Linked DNA regions of Mus musculus: regions 2 and 3 are each linked to region 1. Evidence: chromatin contacts called from public HiChIP or PLAC-seq and promoter capture Hi-C data. All regions are on one chromosome and are shown on one strand. The core of a region is the stretch at or near the end of the contact, and the rest is flanking DNA. Distances in the headings are between cores, read along the strand shown.

Region 1 (2,766 bases), core at 74-2,573:
CTCTCTTCTGGTTCCCCAGCACTGTAAACAGCTATGGAATGGGCCTGTCATTCATTACGGTCTATCTACTTCGACTAGCTACGTAAAACAGCAGAGTAGGTCTCCAGAAATGTTTAAACTTCATGCCAACCAGGCCACTTACCCAGTGTGCTTCCATTTGCGCCTCATGAAGAGGGAGCAATCCAAATTATTAAGGAGAAATTGACAAATCGACACTACATGAATGGAAGGACCCAGTAAACTGGACAAGTGCCATAAGCTTTGTCACTATAGGGAAACGATGCGCTAACAGCATCCCAAACTGCAAAGCCACACGGTGTAAAAAGGTGAGAAGAGTCCTCTCTTTCCAACTATTACCCTATTCCCTTCTGCCTATTACCCACACTCCTGTAACCTTATAAAAACATCTCAAGCAGGGACACTCTGGGCATCTCCTCACGTGATACGAGTAATTGCATTCACATGAAATTTATAAACGCATGTACATTATTCACCTGATTTATATTTACATACATATAAAGTATTTACATAGCATGCTTGGACTGCCTATTTTAATATTCTTACGCTTTGTATACATGTAGGTGTTCTTGTAGAACACCTTTTTCCCCTTACTTCCCAGTCCCTTTCCCTCCGAGTCCAACCTCTAATTCCTACCCAGGTTCAGCATACAACGAAAGTTGACCCAAGCTGAAGTACATCCTGGGCGCCAGCAGATTGGCGCCCGTTTTAAAGTGTGCCTTGCCAAGCCTCGAGTAAAACCCTAAATGAGACAAGACAGTGTTCAGAGGCTTCTATTTGCCATTTTAAAAAATAATTAGGTAAATAAAACGGAGTTTTTTTTTTCCCCCCTTGATTTTGTTAACCTCCCCAACACAGTAGGAAAGGATGTGCTGCAAAACTCTGGGTCATGGGTCACAAGATAGGAAGAGGTAAGAGAAACAACAACTTGTGTGTACACCCCTTTCGGTTCGAGGAGTGGAGTGGTGCACGGAGACCCACGGATGCAACCAAACTGCCCGGACTACCGGGCTGGACCGGGATGCCCAGGGTGTAGGGGGAGGGTCGATCGCGAGGGGCGTGGGGCTGCGGGCGGCCTGGGAGGCGGAGCGGGGCGGGCGAGCACGCCCCACGGCAGAGGCCGCCCCGGGGCGCGCAGGGCGGAGCGCTCTCACCCACGGCGGGGCGCTCCATGGTCGCGGCGCAGAGACGGAGGCGCGGGCCCGGGGCGCGCGGGACGGCGGGGGCGCGGGCCGCGGCGGCCAGGCCTGCGGAGGCGCAACGCCCCGCGAGTCGCAGCATCCCCGGCACCCGCCGCTTCAGGAGGAGCCGGAAGGGGCCGGCCCGGCGAGGCGTGGATACCCGGATCGGGGCGGTCCCCGGGGCCGTGCTGGGCTCGGGCTCCGACCTCTGGCCGCCCTCGGTTATTTCCTGCGGCGCGGCCCTTCCCGTCCCACGCTCGGAGGGGCGAGCCAGGGATCCAGAGAGCATTCCTTGGCCCGCTGTCCCTTGAGAACCCGTGTGTTTGCTTTAGCGTGGAGCTTTGGAAACACAGATCTGATTGCAAAATAGGCGGGCTGAGCAAAATGTACAATACAATAGCGAGACCTTGAACGTCGCTATAATGAGATGCTTTTATTTACTTGCCATTACCCCCCCCCCAAAAGTAGCATTTTCAACAGCAGTTTAAGAGCTAAAAGTTGGAATTGTTAAATGAAATCATCTACAAATTTTTTGCAGGCAAGGCTCCTCAGTATCTGAATAAAATAAGAGAAAACTATTTTTTTTAATAGTTAAAATATGAATATGTCTTGTAGAAAAGAATGCTACTGTTTTTTTCCGGGCTGGGGGCAAATGGTGGTATTACTGCTGGTTTGTTGGGGAATGTAATTTTAATTTAAGAAAATATGGTGGTGTGTCTCTTCTCCACAGCTGTAGCCCTTAAAGCTGGTAGGGAACTTTGAAGAATTCCCTGCTTAGCCCCTTTTTGTGGATCTTCACGGAAAACGGTCTTTTTAAAGGAGCAGGCTATCTAATCACAGAGAAAGAACGAAAAATAAGTAAGGGAGCTTGCGGCAAGAGGATCCTCAAAGGCCAGCCGATGCTAGCTGGACTGGACAGGGTACAGATAAGACGTTTAAGCATAAGGATTACTTTACGCAGTAGACAGAGAAACAACTCTTTGCCCTCCCTTTTCCTGCTGGAAGTAGACTATACATTTCTCTTTGTAAGGATTACTCCCCACTCTGTTTTAAAGGTGTATTTATGTAACTGGGGAGTAGGAGCAGTGCACTGACACAGCAAGGTTGACAGCCAGTTTGCAAAGAGTAGAGCACTACCCCCACTCCCCCCTCCTCGGGCTTCACAAAGGACGCTACAGACCTGGGAGACGTGGGTTCTGCACCTCATGTGTGGTCTGATGCTTGGGGGCGAGGTGTCTTCCTTCAGCTCAAGAGCCCACTCCTGGATTTCCCTCCTTTTAAAAACAAAACAAAACCAAAGCGCTGTGTTTCTATTTTAACCACACATCTGTGGTGTAATCCTTAGCCTTGGGATATAACTTCAGTGGAGGAACCAGAACACCAACCCAGCCCCCAAACCTTTCACCTACAATCTACCCTGTCTGAAATAATGTGCTGGGGCAAAGGAGGCAAAGATCTTGGGAGAGTGGCCAACCAGTGACTGCTCTAGTCTGAAGCTCACGCCACAAAAGGAAGCCCATGCTTGATACTACAGCATGACCAGGAACCAGAGGCTGGACAGCCCAGA
Region 2 (2,766 bases), core at 134-2,633, 980 kb after region 1:
CTCAATTTGATTTGAGTTCTGTAGTCAAGGTTTCATTTTCAACAGTGTCAGTTTTACCTGGCATAAAAGACATTATGAGGTAAAATCCTCCCAGTTAGGGTCTGACCCTAAACTTAACTCAGTGTGACTGCTTGAAAGACCATGAGTTGAACAGCCGCCTCTTTAGTTTCTTTGGTTAGAGCATTGGTTGGAAACATCTTGAACTTGAGTATTTTAAAGAGATATATAGTCCTCAATTTCCTTATCCCAGACACACTGTTTGGTTTGATGTGTTTTGGTTTTCTTCAATCAATATTGAAAAAATCAATAGTGAGAGAGCAGCTGCAATCTTGGGATATCCTCCTTGTAGGCCATCTTGTTGGCACAAGGTTCTTTCCATAGAGACTCAGCCCGTGCTCCAGGGTCACACTGAAATTTGTTTGTTCATTCATGAAATGGTGAGACAGTACTACTTCTGGAATAACAGGACCTAGGCACTATCTGTTTTCTGAGGACTTTCACAAGAAAAAGAAACTGTAAAATAGTAGCATGACTTGATATTATCATCAAAATATCATGTTATTTCCTAATTCTGAATGATAGGGGTGGAGTTGGGGTGTGTGTGTGGGGTCATTCTGCATATTGTAGAGATTTTAATGTGTTAATACTTGTGACACAATCAGATAAGCCTCATTTATTTCATCAAATGGACTTTTTAAAATATTTATTTTCCTTTTTACTATAATAAAGTAACCCCTTTACAAACTTTTTACTACTCAAATGACTCCCCACAATCCCTTGTTTAAAAAGTCCACAGTCTGCCTTAAATTTGGATTTACCAGTTCCTGAAGTAGTTTCCTTATAGGGTCTACAATCTCTGTGGAAGACTGAGTGTCCCCGTTGTCACTCAGGCTGAGCAGGGTGACAGGGTGGGGTTCTGGGCCAGCTGGGCTTTCAACCTACAAAGGAGAATGTCAACATGGTAGGATCATGCCTATCTCAAGGTTCATATCTCGGAGCCTGGTGTGGTACTGCAACCTGGGAAATACTCTGTTTTGCTTGACATGAATACACTGTCATCCCTGAGATGAGTCCACTGAATGGAGAAGGCCATGCTGTCTATGGTAAACATGAGCCTGCACACAGGATTCCTTTGCCTTACACAGAATAGCTCATGGTCACTGTGCATCCCGCACACACATTCCTTCCTTTTGTCTCCTCCTAATCCTGCTCCAGGAGTCCCTTGCCATCAGCCCTCCCCTATTTTCTCCTTTAACACAAAGACCATGTCCCAGTGTTGGGACAGTGGAAAAGATCACCTGCTTGAGGTACAATGAATGCCATGCCACCCCAGAATGGTCAATGACTTCCCTTTCCTTCCAGAAGAGCACATTGTTTAGAAGGGAAATTTCAAAATCTCCTTCATTACAGCATTCACTTTAAATAAGAAAGGTAAACATTCTCACTGTAGATGGGAATCACATGAGCTAAAAATGTGACTTTTGAGGGTTTTTAAAAAATGTTTATCCTACCAAGTACACTGACAAAAATATTCAAATTTAGAGTCATTAGATTGCTACATTGTCCTCCAGCCACATACACCTTCTTTGTGGTTTGTGTACTTGTTCATGTTTGTATATATATATATATATATATGCACACCAGGGATCCATTTCCAGTATCACTGTGTCTTCCTGTATGACTACTCTCTCCACCAATTCCCTTAAAACAAACAAACAAACAAGAAACCAAACCACCAAGTATGAGTGTTTGCCTGCATGTATGCCTGTGCACCATGCACGTGCCTAAGGCATGTGGAGGCCAGAAGAGGGGATTGCATCTCCTTGAACCAGTCACTGGTAGCTGTGGGCTGCCATGTAGGTGCTGAAAATTGAGCAAGTACTTTTAACCAGTGAGCTATTTCTCTAGCCTCACTATCTTAATGTCTTTTGAGGCATGGCTTCTCACTAAACTTGAAGCTCATGATGCCGTGAGGATCCCTGGCCAATGAACCTCACTGGGGTAACAGGTACACTTGGTTCTTCTATGGGTGCTAGAGCTACAAACTCAGAGCCTCATGCTATTGTGACAGGCACTTTAGCAATTGAGGCATCTCCCCAGTCCTACAGTATCTTTAACATGTTATTTATTTGTTGTTGCTTTGTAGGCAAGCAGATCAAACCTTGCCAGGTAGGTATTCTAATACTAAAATATAACCAAGCCTTACATAACTTTTGTTAGATATGATTTTGTTCCTGTTTTTTTAACCTCTCCTATTTAATAACCTCCTTAAAAATCATACATATATAAAAAGAATCTGCAATTAAGATTTTATTTCATTCATATCACATGTAACAAGTGCAAGTTAATGTACAAATACTGACCACAACAAAGAAGGGGGAGTAACAATAAAAAGCTTACTTAGCAGATTCATGCAGAGAAATGAAGAAAGAGGACATTGCAGATGTCACGGACCCTGTTTACCTTGAATCATGACAAATGCAAAGGACTCCAACTATGGCACATCAAAGGAAGTCCTACATCAGAAAAACATTAAAGAGTTCATGGAAAGAGGTGGGACTTTCCCCCAGAGTTCTGACAGCATGCTACTAAACTTTATATTTTTAAATCAGTCCTTGAGTAAATGTCTAATTGTGGAATTAGAAAGTACATCCAAAGACTGACAAAATATTTTACCTTCCCCTTAGGAGGACACGCTTACAAACAAAACACTGCCAGCTATGAGTTTATAAATAACCATGGGCTCTCATTTAAAGTGCATTCAGA
Region 3 (2,766 bases), core at 123-2,622, 660 kb before region 1:
AGCCGCCTGGCCTGCTGCGAGTGGGTGTAATAGGAGTTGTCAGCTGCACCATCACGTGATTCATCTCGAAGAAGCCTTTTGGTTCTGTCAGCTTTTCATGGGACAGCGACGGATAGGATGATTGTGGCGACACAGCACTGTTAGTTCTCTGAACCTGAGCCTAGTTTCATCCCATGACCTTGGATTTCACAGACAGGAAGTAGTGGGGAAATATTTCTCCTCCCTGGGAAGATACCCAGAAGCAGATGACAGCTGGCTTGTCCCAGCTGCTGTCTGGTTGCTGCTAGCTCTTTGCCTCTTTCCAGAAGGTCTGGTGTGACTCGGTGGGTGTGATAACCCAGGCACTTGCACACACGGCCACCTTTGTCAAGTGTGTGCAACTCTGCCAGCAGTGTGCTGCAGCTCTGTGGTGTGCTTTGTGTGAGAAGGCAAAGCCCAGTAAAGGCTTTTTTCCCTCCTCCATCAGAGGGCAGCAGGCTTTCTCCAGGGTGGAGTCACGGAACCAATTGTAAAAGGCCCTTGAAAGGCAACTTTACTCTTTTTAACTTAAAAAATATTCTGATTGTGCACCAGTACAGTATCTATAAATAAACTTCTTTTTAAAAGTAACCCACTAAAGCTGGAGCCGTGGAAGGCTTGCTTTTGAAATCCCAGCACATGGGAGGTAGAAGGGTCCTGAGTTTCTTCAGAGGAAATGAGGGCAGCCTGGGCTACAAGAGACCTTGACTCAAAAAAAAAAAAATAGTCAGAATTAAATGAATACAGAAATTGAAAATACCAACCGTATTTCCCGTGCAATTGTGCCCTAACCTTCCTGCAATGTGTGTGCCCTCAAGTGGATGTTTTGGTAGGAATGACCCAATGTTATCTGCTCACTGGGCATGCTTTGAAGGTCTGTCCTAGACAGAAATGGATGTAAAGTTTGTTTCTGCTTTTAGTAACTTGTGACTTTGGCAACATGACAATAAATATCTGAAAAATTATATGTCAATGTGAAAACATGCTTGTAACCACTGGGAAAAGTTTGCTGCACTACTGACCTACAGTCCCCGTGAAACAGAACACTTGCAGACCATAAACCTTATCAGCTCCGGGAACCAGTTCAAAGGCTATAGTCATATCAGGCTCAGCATAGAGTCCAGGCAGGGAAGTGTCTGTGGCCGGTCTGTCCTCGTCAGCATCTGTTGTCTTAGGAAGTTTGTGGTGATGACGTTCTCTTTAAGAAGAGATCATGGCAGATCCCTGGGCCCCTGTAGGAGCTAATAATCTTTTACACTGATAACCACATCACCCCGTGGTTTGTATGTGATGTCTTCCCCATAGGCTTGTATTTGAACACGTGGCCCCACCTCACGGTGCTGTTTGGGAAAGTCATGAAGCCTGCAGGAGAGACTGCGCTTGAACAGGGGGAAACATGGGGGCGGGCCTTGAGGTTTTGTAGCCTGATCCCTACTTCCTGTTTTCTCTCTCCTTCCTTACCGCCAGTGACAGCCTTCTGCCCCTGCTTCCAAGCTTTTCTTGCCATAATGCACTGTATTCCCTTGTCACTGAAGGCATCTCCTTGCTGGAATGTGTAAAGCCATTGTGGGGTCCACTTAAATCCAACAGAGCTCAAAGACCAGGTCAGTGCAGATGACAAAAAAATGTATTGTAATCACGCTGTTACTGATCCATCCGGGCCAGAGAACAGACTCTAGAGCCGAACTGCATCCGTGAAGCGAAGTTGTACAGCACATTTAAGGATGAGACCACAAACTGAGGAGGAACGGGGTGGGCTGTAGCACCGTCCAATCATATTTTGACACGGGGCTGGGCAAGGGAGTCTCCACTGTGGTTTTGCCCTGACTCGGGGCCAGCAAGTTACAGGAAACAAGTCAACACTCCTGGGCCACCTGGTTTCAAGGCCTTTGACTCAGAGCCTTGGTAGTCAGACCTCATCCTGGATATTTGATGTGTAACTCAAGATGATAAGAGAACAAGGGAGTCGGTTGTAGACCTGGGACCATGAACTCAGTTTGATCCCGCCAACAAGATGGAGAAGTTGTCCCTGTGGTGGCTGGATGCAGACAACTGTCTCCTTACAAGCAATGAAGCACTCCTGAAACTACTTTCTTTCCTGTGGTGGCTGTAGACACTGCCACTAGCAAGCACGTACTTCGTATTGTAGCTATGTCTGAGTACAGCTTCTTTTCTTTTCTTTTTAAAGATTTATTTATTTATTATATGTAAACACACTGTAGCTGTCTTCAGACACCCCAGAAGAGGGCATCAGATCTCATTATGGATAGTTGTGAGCCACCATGTAGTTGCTGGGATTTGAACTCAGGATCTTTGGAAGAGCAGCCCATGCTCTTAACTGCTGAACCATCTCTTCAGCCCCCTAAGTACAACTTCTTGATACATAGTACCTTCTATACAGCCACACAAGAAGTACCAGGAGCCTTACGTGGGGCGTGTATTGTATGTTATTTTACATCTTGAAGGGTCTGACAGACCTTATTCTTACAGCAGTGGTTCTCAAGTTTTCTAATGCTGTAGCCCTTTAATGCAGTTCTTCATGCTGTAGTGACTCCCCCAACCATAAAATTATTTTCTTTACTAATTCATAACTATAATTTTGCTACTGTTATGAATCATAATGTAAATACCTGATATTTAGGATATCTGATATCTGAACACCCCACCACCACCACCACCACCAACCCCCACCCCACCCCCAACCCCCACCCCACCCCCCGCAAAGGGACCTGCAGTTTGAGAACCAAT

Evidence for each region. Promoter capture Hi-C pulls out the DNA fragments that hold promoters and counts their contacts. HiChIP or PLAC-seq counts read pairs in DNA pulled down with a chosen protein or histone mark.
Region 2: a contact with region 1 is called in a promoter capture Hi-C map of hippocampal neurons, with 5 times the contacts expected there. The contact joins the enhancer-like site here to the promoter of Akap7 in region 1. A contact is called at or near these places in 4 of 39 promoter capture datasets (the C10 cell line, the SN4741 cell line, cranial neural crest and 1 more) and 2 of 115 datasets of contacts at active chromatin or transcription factors (the 230-238 cell line and T-cell acute lymphoblastic leukemia).
Region 3: an H3K4me3 HiChIP or PLAC-seq map of bone marrow-derived macrophages shows a contact between it and region 1, with 8 times the contacts expected there. The contact joins the enhancer-like site here to the promoter of Akap7 in region 1. A contact is called at or near these places in 3 of 39 promoter capture datasets (liver and pre-B cells), 1 of 115 datasets of contacts at active chromatin or transcription factors (bone marrow-derived macrophages) and 1 of 9 other capture datasets (pancreatic islet).

What each region holds. Positions count from the first base shown.
Region 1 is chr10:25,295,756-25,298,521 of GRCm38.p6, forward strand. Akap7 (A kinase (PRKA) anchor protein 7) reads right to left here and starts at 1,324. Exons shown (of 8, transcript NM_001379238.1): 1 at 1,173-1,324.
Region 2 is chr10:26,272,173-26,274,938 of GRCm38.p6, forward strand. L3mbtl3 (L3MBTL3 histone methyl-lysine binding protein) reads right to left here. Exons shown (of 22, transcript NM_001359254.1): 22 at 2,296-2,766. It also overlaps a transcript of Samd3 not described here. Among named protein-coding and RNA genes, the nearest start is that of Samd3, 44 kb to the left of the region's middle. Within about 2 kb of position 1,384, at least 1 of the 459 cell types and tissues checked has an H3K27ac peak or open chromatin away from gene starts, as enhancers often do.
Region 3 is chr10:24,634,294-24,637,059 of GRCm38.p6, forward strand. No RefSeq gene overlaps it. Among named protein-coding and RNA genes, the nearest start is that of Gm15270, 40 kb to the left of the region's middle. Within about 2 kb of position 1,373, at least 157 of the 459 cell types and tissues checked have an H3K27ac peak or open chromatin away from gene starts, as enhancers often do. A contact at or near this core is called in bone marrow-derived macrophages, where this site is marked.